Linked DNA regions of Cyprinus carpio: regions 1 and 3 are each linked to region 2. A link is a contact called in public Hi-C data. All regions are on one chromosome and are shown on one strand. Each heading gives the region's core, a stretch centred on a gene start, on an enhancer-like site or on the middle of the called end of the contact. The rest is flanking DNA. Distances are from core to core; before and after follow the strand shown.

Region 1 (2,968 bases), core at 184-2,683, 42 kb after region 2:
TTACCAAAGCGTTTTGTAGCCGCTCATAGAGATTTCTTTATAACTCATATAGAATATGTTTTGATGTACATCATTAGTTGTGGCTCTTTAATTTGATTTTAACAGCCTGCTTTTGGTGTGTTGGTTCATTTGATGTCAGAATTTTTATTTTTAACTATGTTACAGTCCACAATAAATGCAACCTGTCATTAATCATGAAAGTAAACTGCCATTTATGACATACAGTTTCTGTCCCTGCTGTTGTTCATGCAATTCTTATAATTTCTCACTTCTGAATAAATGCATAAATGCAAATACATCTCTTCACTGCAAAAAGAAATGTATTTTTATATCTAAAAATACAGTGAAAAAGAAATACTTATGGAAATAATATACTTATAACCATATTTTAAGTGTGAACTGAATGTATTGTTTTCAGAAACTTAATTGCATGTTGTATAAAATGTATTACAGTTTAAATTTATATCAAATGCATTTTGTTGAACTCATAATTACCCCATTGTCTTTAAAATATGGTTAAATAAGTGTACTGCCAAATGTACAGACAAGCATTTATAATGACTTTAACGTCATTTCTATTAAAACTTGTCATATATTTATATACATTTTTAGAAGTTCCAGTTCAGTAAATTTTAAGTATATTAAATGTAATATCAAAAAACACACTACAGTAAATAAATTATAATCATGTGTGAGCATACACCCATTTACCTGATACTGGATTTGTTTTTGAACCATGTTGCAAAGGATTGTGCTTAAGTTATTTGTGCATGCAAATTATTATTATTATTAATACAATTTTATTTATTTATTTATATTATTTATTTATTTTGTAAATTTTGTGGGAGTCCACATTTTAGGATGAATTTAAGATTTTTAGCAATGGACAAAAATACACGTATGCTTATTATTCTTAAGTGTCCCACTTTACCCTGTATTCAGTGTGAATAGGGATGTGTGGAGAAGAGGGGAGGAGAGTGGGATCGAACTTCGGACCAAACACTCAGAGCATGTGTGAAAACAGCCTGAATCCTCATATCGAGTCAGACTCTCACGCTTCCAATAATCACGGGATGTTTACGTTTATGAAATATTACAGACAAATGAGTATTTTATCAGAAATGCAGATCAAAATGCATTCACACACTTCTAACTAGCAGTTCCCTATGGCTGTGGGATCTGCTCCTTATTTTGTTGAACTTTCCTCACTTAAGTTTAAATAGTTTTGTTTTGTCGTGTACGGCATAAAGACGACTACAAGGAATGTGTGGCTGACTCTCTCAGCCAGAGTGGTTGTTGAGGGATTGTTTTTTTTTTAAGGCATACATAACCACAGTCTGAGCTGGAAGGATTAGCTTAGCTTAGCCCAGTCACCGCGAGCTGCGTAACAGAGCAGTAGGGCTGGAGCACAGGAGAGCAGGGAGTGGCCTGAGCGCCGAACACACACACAAACACACACTGTGGCCCAGGCCCTCAAATCTCTCCTCTCCCGCTGTGTGTCATGTGATACGGGCTTAGGGAGCCAACGAGCTAAAGAAATGTGGTCTCTCGCGGCCAGCCAGGAAACCTTTGTGACCATACAAGGCACTTCCTTCCCCAACTCTTGTCTTCCTGTTGGCTATGTATGGAGTTTCCTGCCCTTTCACTCTTTTTCTCTTTCTCAGTATTGGCTGTCTGCCCTGGTAAACTGGCTTGGTGAAATCTTTTTTTCTCTCTCTCTCTCTTTCCCTCTCTGGCAGTTGCCTTTTTTCTGTGTGTGGAAAGCAGGCCAGAGGTTTCTGATTACTGATTGCTGCTGTGTGAAGGAATGGTGACCGTGTGTGTGTGTGTGTGTGTGTGTGTGTGTGTGTGTGTGTGTGTGTGTGTGTGTGTGTGTGTTAGAATGTTATTTTAACGACATGTGAGATCAGGGTGTGGGGGTTTTAGACTAGGCAGACATTTGTAGATATGTTACAATATAAAACCAGAACAGTTTGTAAGAAAATGTAAAAGTGTTTATATATATATATATAAATTTGGAAATCTATGTAAAGTTGGATGTCTTAATAATATATTGTTTAAATTGTTCAATTGTTGTTGATCAAAACCTCTGTAGTTTTTATTTTATTTTTGCAAATACAGTGATGATTGACTCAGACACAAATAAACATTCCACTAAAGACCAATGGATATTTAAATGATATATTTTAACATTATTTAAATAAATAAAAAAATAAACAAATAAAATATTTTGTGGATAATCAAGTAGACGTAAGTTGCTTTAGTACAGTGTTCATCTTGAAATATTACTAACAAAAAGTTCATACATTTATTTAATTATTTTATTTTATTTTATTTTATTTTATTTTATTTTATTTTATTTTAACAGCAAAAAAAAAAAAAAAAAAAACTGTACATATCAGTAAATGCAATGCCACAAATACTATGATTCATAAATACTTTAAAATAATGGATTAAAATAATATTGGAATGCCACGTCACAATTTCCCTCTGACAGCAAACCACACAGGACTTTCCTCATGGAGGCCTAGTAGACACACACTTACATCACACGTCCTAATGTGCACTTTCCTGCACCAATAGCCATACTAATCCATTACAACCACAACCCCCCTCTGAGCTGCTGACATCATGGCCTGCTGAGCTCTGGACCAATGGCGTTCCCAGATCCAACACTGACATCACATACCGGATGTGTGTGTTTAAAGTGGAGAACTTCAGTGCTTAAGCGCAACAAAATACAATTCTTTATATGTTAATCCATTTATTATTAAGAAAATTATTAGTTTAACTTAAGTATTAAAACCCCATGAAGTGCCTAAGAATAGCAACAAAATGCAATTGCTGACATATAGTATTATGTTAATATTATAGTTCATTTGATTGTGTGATCTTGTGCTCACAATTTAATCTCACTGCTGTCTAGGAAAAACAGCTAAGATATTAAAGAGACCACATATGCAGATAA
Region 2 (2,700 bases), core at 165-2,664:
TACTTAGAGACACCAAGCCACCTGATTTGTTTCCTAATTTCTGAAAGGACAAAAAAAATACATTACATCGAAATAAAAATGACGTAGAAACAGTTTTCACTGAGAAATTGCTGGTACATTTCACAATTATGAAGAAATGGCAAGTAACACATTGAGGTTAAATTTTGAAGTAGAAAAAAACTAATATTTTGGTAAAACTTTATTTTAAGGACTAGTTCTCACTATTAACTAACATATTGGCTTTTTAGTAGTACTTATAAAGCACATATTAATGTCTTATTCCGCATAAACATATTTTAAATCCCTTAATCCAACCCCATACCTAAACTGAATATCTACCTTATTTACTGTTAATAAGCAGCAAAATAGGAGTTTATTAAGGAAAATAAAATCATAGTTAATAGTTAATAATGAGAACTGTATATATAGATATATATAAAAGGGAATCACTAATTTGGAAAAAGGAACACCTCCTTGTGTCAGTATTTTGTGCAACCACCTTTTACTTTAATTGCAGCCTTGAGTCTTTTGGGATTTGTCTCTACTAACTTTGGACATCTAGACTTTGCCATATTTGCCCACTTTTCTCTGCAGAACTGCTCAAGTTCAGTTAAATTTGATGGGAAGTGTTTGTGGACTGCAGTATTCAAGTCATTCCACACATTTTCAATGGGGTTTAATGGGGGTCAGCTAACTTTTTTTTAAGGTGAAATCTTGTTTCAAATAAAAGCAGATGAAGAAAGAGTCACGTTCTGTGAGGACATGAAACTGCATTGTGTAAATAGTAGCTTATTTTGCTGCCAATAAATAAATAAATAACAGGGAGCATCTTATTCTGTATTTTTGTCTTGTTCCACAGTTTGTTTGTTTTTTTAACATCCTTAAAATAAGATTAATTTGTCAATGAAAATTGCTTAAGATATTCTGACTTATTTTCACATTGAATTAACTGTATTTTTTCAATCCATTAGCAAATTCTTTTCTAATTTTAAGTATAAATGTAACCAATTTTAGTGAACGTTTTCTTTTCTCTTTTTGCATGCATGTCCAGTAAAAAGATGATCTTTTGTAACTCTCTGAATCCATTCAAACATAATCTGCCTTGTCTTGTTTGGTTCTGGCTTCTCACTTTAAAAGGGAGTGTTCTTTGTAAACCAGATTAATAAAACAAGAGCTGAGTTCAGTTTGTCGCTCTCTTTTTTTTTTTTTTTTTTTTTTTTTTTACTTCCTGCTATCTAGTTTTCCACGCCTCTGACTTGCCCTTTCTGTCTTCTCAGCTGCAGCGTCACTGCACATGTGGTTTTCCTCTCCTCGCGACACACAGGAAATGTTGCAGCAAAAACAAATTCAGTCACCTTTTCCATGCTGTTCTGAAGCCGCAGTGTCTAAATATAGGGGCTTCAAAAGACTAAAATAAATGGTTCAAACAATGGTGTTTGGGTGTTTTTAACCACCGGGAGTGTAAAACATGTTGTAGATTTGTTTGTTGAGGTTAGATTTGGCATGTTAGTTAATCTGTCTGATCACTCAGAGAACTGAAGACTCTATAACTAGCTGCATAGGTGCGCTTCAACACATGCAATATTTTAAATTTATGCTTTATTGATCATGACAATCACAGGAAATGTGATGGAAATTAGGAAATGGGTTTAATCATGAGAGTTGTCATGCTAAAAATTGTGTGTAGAGGAAGTTAACTCAAGAGATCATGGTTTTGAGTCAAAAGTTCAAATACACAAATGTGTTTTCTTAGCAGTTCGGTTGTATGTTGACTTAAATGTTATAAATCTACAATATATATATTGAGGTGAATAGTTAAAGCCTTTAAATAAAAAATGTCTACTTTGAAAAGTACCTAACAGAAATTATTCTTCACAAACAAGGGTCAAGTAATTCCAGTTGTCCATTGTGACAATTTACCCCATACAGTGTGACAGCTGTAAGTAAACGTGTTCAGTGAACTGTATCTTTTCTCCAAGTTGATAACAGTGGAAATGTCCACTTTATGTTTGGACTTTAAGGTATATGACTGTACAGAACTGAAACAGTTTTACAGTTACCCTCTACATACTACTTCTTGACATAAAATTATTTACATGGTGTGTTTAAATCAGTCTAAAAGTAAATTAAAAGTGCTGTTGTGGTGTCATAGACTAAACACTAATGATTAGCTTTATTATCAAGCTAATTAATTTTTACATACAGACAATGATAATTATTGAAGTAGTGTATTTTAATATATGCAGCAGTTGGGTCAGATTGCCACGCATAGCACACATCCCTCCTTCCCTTTTACTATCCCCTTCCCTTTGAGCTGTTGTCTATACATGAATAAAGGCCATTGGGTCAGCGGAGCCTTTAAGAAAGCAGATTAGACCTTATTGTCTGCGAGTAAAGAAAGCAAAAGTCACGCTATAAATAGCCAGATGTAGAGTCCTCCAGCAGCAGCAGCAGCAGCAGTGAGCAGACAGCAGTAATGAACCTGACTGAGGTGACTGTGTTACTCTGCTGTCACTATGTTTGAGGCTAATATCAGCACATACTGAATTATTCTGAAAGACTCTTCTGCCTTTGTTTTTATAAAGGAATAGTTCACACAAAGTCAAGTCAAACTTTATTTATAAAGCACAACTTTAACACAACCACCGTTGATCCAAAGTGCTTTACAATAAAAATGATAATTCAGTCATCATTTATGCA
Region 3 (2,777 bases), core at 53-2,552, 64 kb after region 2:
AAGTGACAGACACATCCGTGCTTCTAAAGATATAGGCCTATTTTATTAAAATTTGAATAGTCTGTTAATATAATATTCCATACTTTATCAGAGCTTAGTAGACATTATTATATTTTTAGACATGATTAAACATAAATTAATATATTATTATTAATGTTAGGCCCTATTTATTAATTTATCATTGATATTAATCATAAATATATACATTTACATTTTGTCATTTAGCAGACGCTTTTATTCAAAGAGACTTACAAATGAGGACAATGGAAGCAATCAAAATCAACAAAAGAGCAATGATATGCAAGTACTATAACAAGTCTGAGTTAGCTTAAAACTTTTTTTTTATTATTAATTGTATAATAAATAAAAAGAAAACAACTACATAGAATACCAAAAGATTAGAGAAGCTAGTGTTTTTTTTTTTTTTTTTAAAGAAAACAAGCAGTAAATGTATAGAGTGCAAGTCTAAAAGGGGCATGCTTTTTTTTTTTTTTTTTTTTTTTTTTTTTTAGAACAAAATTAGAATAGCGAGAGCTAGAGTTAGAGGGTCAAATAAAGATGAAAGAGATGTGTTTTTAGCCAATTCTTGAAGATGGCTAGGATTGAGTTTGGCAGGTCATTCCACCAGGAGGGAACATTTAATTTAAAAGTCTGTGAAAGTGATTTTGTGCTTCTTTGGGATGGCACAATAAAGCGTTGTTTGGGGGGGGGGGTTATTTTGCCTCACTGAAGGTGGCAATCCTAGCTGACAGTCTTTATAAGTGAGTCATCGAATCATTAAGTGATGGAATTTTTTTGAGTGAGTCTTAGTGTTTTTTGGTATATGGTTTTGTTTGTTGGTATTAGATGCAATTATGCTGTGGGTTTGTTTGTCTGGAACTATTTTCATTGGCTGAGAAAAACGATTGTGTCTAAAATGTCATTTCTTGTTTATTAAACTGTTGTATAAAAACAATATCACAATCATGCTTTAAAAATTATTACCCATAAGGTATCTGATCAAACTGTGCAATATAAATATAGATGTGATATGACCTCCAAGACTGGAGGCTGTCTGAACCTTTTTTGAACTTTATAAAAAGTAGAGGGGATGTCTGAATTTTTTTGTAATTTATATGTATGTGTGTGCCAAGTAAGTGGTATTGATTTTTAATTAAAGAGAAAGCAGCATAATGCATTCACATTCTATGTTCTGGGCTTTCATAAACAGTTATTTCAACTCAAATGTTGCTGACTCACAGCATTTATAAACATTTGTACTATTCATAAGCATGTTGTATAAGCAGATCACAACCTTCTTGTGTGATGCCTTTAAATAAAGTGATTCTGTTTAACATTGACCGGTTTGTGGGCCTTGTGGCAGTGGGCCAGTGTAACTGGGTGTAAAAACCCAGAGAGAGGGAGCCGGGGCCGTGGCACTGACATTCCAGGCTGTTTATGCCAGCAGCTGGCCTGGGGCCAGTGCATGCGGTCAGGACATGTTTACATCTGTCTGGGCTTCCAGCAGCCACAGGTCTCAGAACAGCACAGTGGATTGAGACAGAGCAGAGGACGACACCCAGACTGTAAACATCAACCATACGCTGATGAACGTGTTGAAATCCAGCGGCCATGAACGTTGCTCCTCAGCCCTTCTGGTTTATTTTTCCTCTGGTTTATTGATTATTTTTTTCTGCTTTGAGCTTGCAAATGGATGCAAAATGAACGGTTAAGATTTGTGTTGATGCATGTCATGCGTTAATACCATGAATTCAGTTGTCTTTGTGTTTGTTAAACAATAGATGGGTTGAGACCAAAAAAAAAAAAAAACAAGGAAAGAGAGCTAGACAGAAGGAAGGATAATGTGTTATTTAAGTGTTAAAGCAACAGTTAGTGTTAAAGCAAAATTTATTCAAAATAATGTGTTTTCAAACTCATGTTTTATGTAGTTAGGAATTTGTATGGTTATGTCGTTGCTATTTTATATGGTTAAAGTTAATAGGAATTTGTGTATTCACCCTCATGTCGAAAATCTTCATGAAATCAGTGGCACCTCATGACAGCACTGGTCGAATTAGGTGTGGTCGTTGACCAAGCATTGGTCATTGGTAATTGTGTAAGTGTGAGTGGTGTAAAGCATTTGTCCTTGTTCAATTTTTTTTTTTGTCGAGACACGCTATTGTCTGACTACAGAAGACTTGGAATTTAGCACATGAGTCATATGGACTGCTGTTATGATGCTTTCTGATGCTTGACAAATATGGAAAAAGCTGCATGAAGATTCTTCAAAAATTCTCTTTTTGTGTTCTAACAGCGTACGGTTGGCAATGAGACTCTCAGGGTTTAGGATCATTAGAATTATTGTTGTTTGAGGTTTGTGTATGATAGAGTTTGTTGTTTTTTTTTCTTTTTTGAATTGAGGGAAGAGGGAAAGCACAAGAGGAAGCGGAGGGAGGGGGAGGGGGATGACTAAGGCGAGGCGAAGCATCATTTCTTTAGCTTTCTGTGATTCATCTGGGGAAATGATACCACGGCGGATCAGAAGCTAGGGAATGATGGAAGAGTGGCATTAAAGAAAAAATAAACGATTAGAACAAAGCAGCAAAAGACTGGCCAAGATTGTGATTCTTTCTCACACCTTCTAACTTTTTATTTCTCACTCCATGTTTTTCATTTCTCACTTCTGTATCACTTGGACTCATTTATGGCACTTTGTTCACCCAGTGTTTTTGAAATGAGAGAGAGAGAGAAAAAAAACTACTTTTTAACACTTGAAGAAAGTGAGTGGTGCTTGCTCA

Evidence for each region. A called contact is a pair of places that touch in the nucleus more often than the background predicts.
Region 1: a contact with region 2 is called in a Hi-C map of skeletal muscle, with 2.5 times the contacts expected there. The contact joins two enhancer-like sites. A contact is called at or near these places in 3 of 8 Hi-C or Micro-C datasets (liver and skeletal muscle).
Region 3: a Hi-C map of liver shows a contact between it and region 2, with 2.8 times the contacts expected there. The contact joins two enhancer-like sites. A contact is called at or near these places in 4 of 8 Hi-C or Micro-C datasets (liver and skeletal muscle).

What each region holds. Positions count from the first base shown.
Region 1 is chrA14:8,804,091-8,807,058 of ASM1834038v1, reverse strand. No RefSeq gene overlaps it. Among protein-coding and RNA genes, the nearest start is that of egr1, 25 kb to the left of the region's middle. Within about 2 kb of position 1,433, at least 7 of the 8 cell types and tissues checked have an H3K27ac peak or open chromatin away from gene starts, as enhancers often do. A contact at or near this core is called in liver and skeletal muscle, where this site is marked.
Region 2 is chrA14:8,845,930-8,848,629 of ASM1834038v1, reverse strand. No RefSeq gene overlaps it. Among protein-coding and RNA genes, the nearest start is that of egr1, 17 kb to the right of the region's middle. Within about 2 kb of position 1,414, at least 4 of the 8 cell types and tissues checked have an H3K27ac peak or open chromatin away from gene starts, as enhancers often do. A contact at or near this core is called in liver and skeletal muscle, where this site is marked.
Region 3 is chrA14:8,782,041-8,784,817 of ASM1834038v1, reverse strand. No RefSeq gene overlaps it. Among protein-coding and RNA genes, the nearest start is that of si:ch211-175m2.5, 4.7 kb to the right of the region's middle. Within about 2 kb of position 1,302, at least 3 of the 8 cell types and tissues checked have an H3K27ac peak or open chromatin away from gene starts, as enhancers often do. A contact at or near this core is called in liver and skeletal muscle, where this site is marked.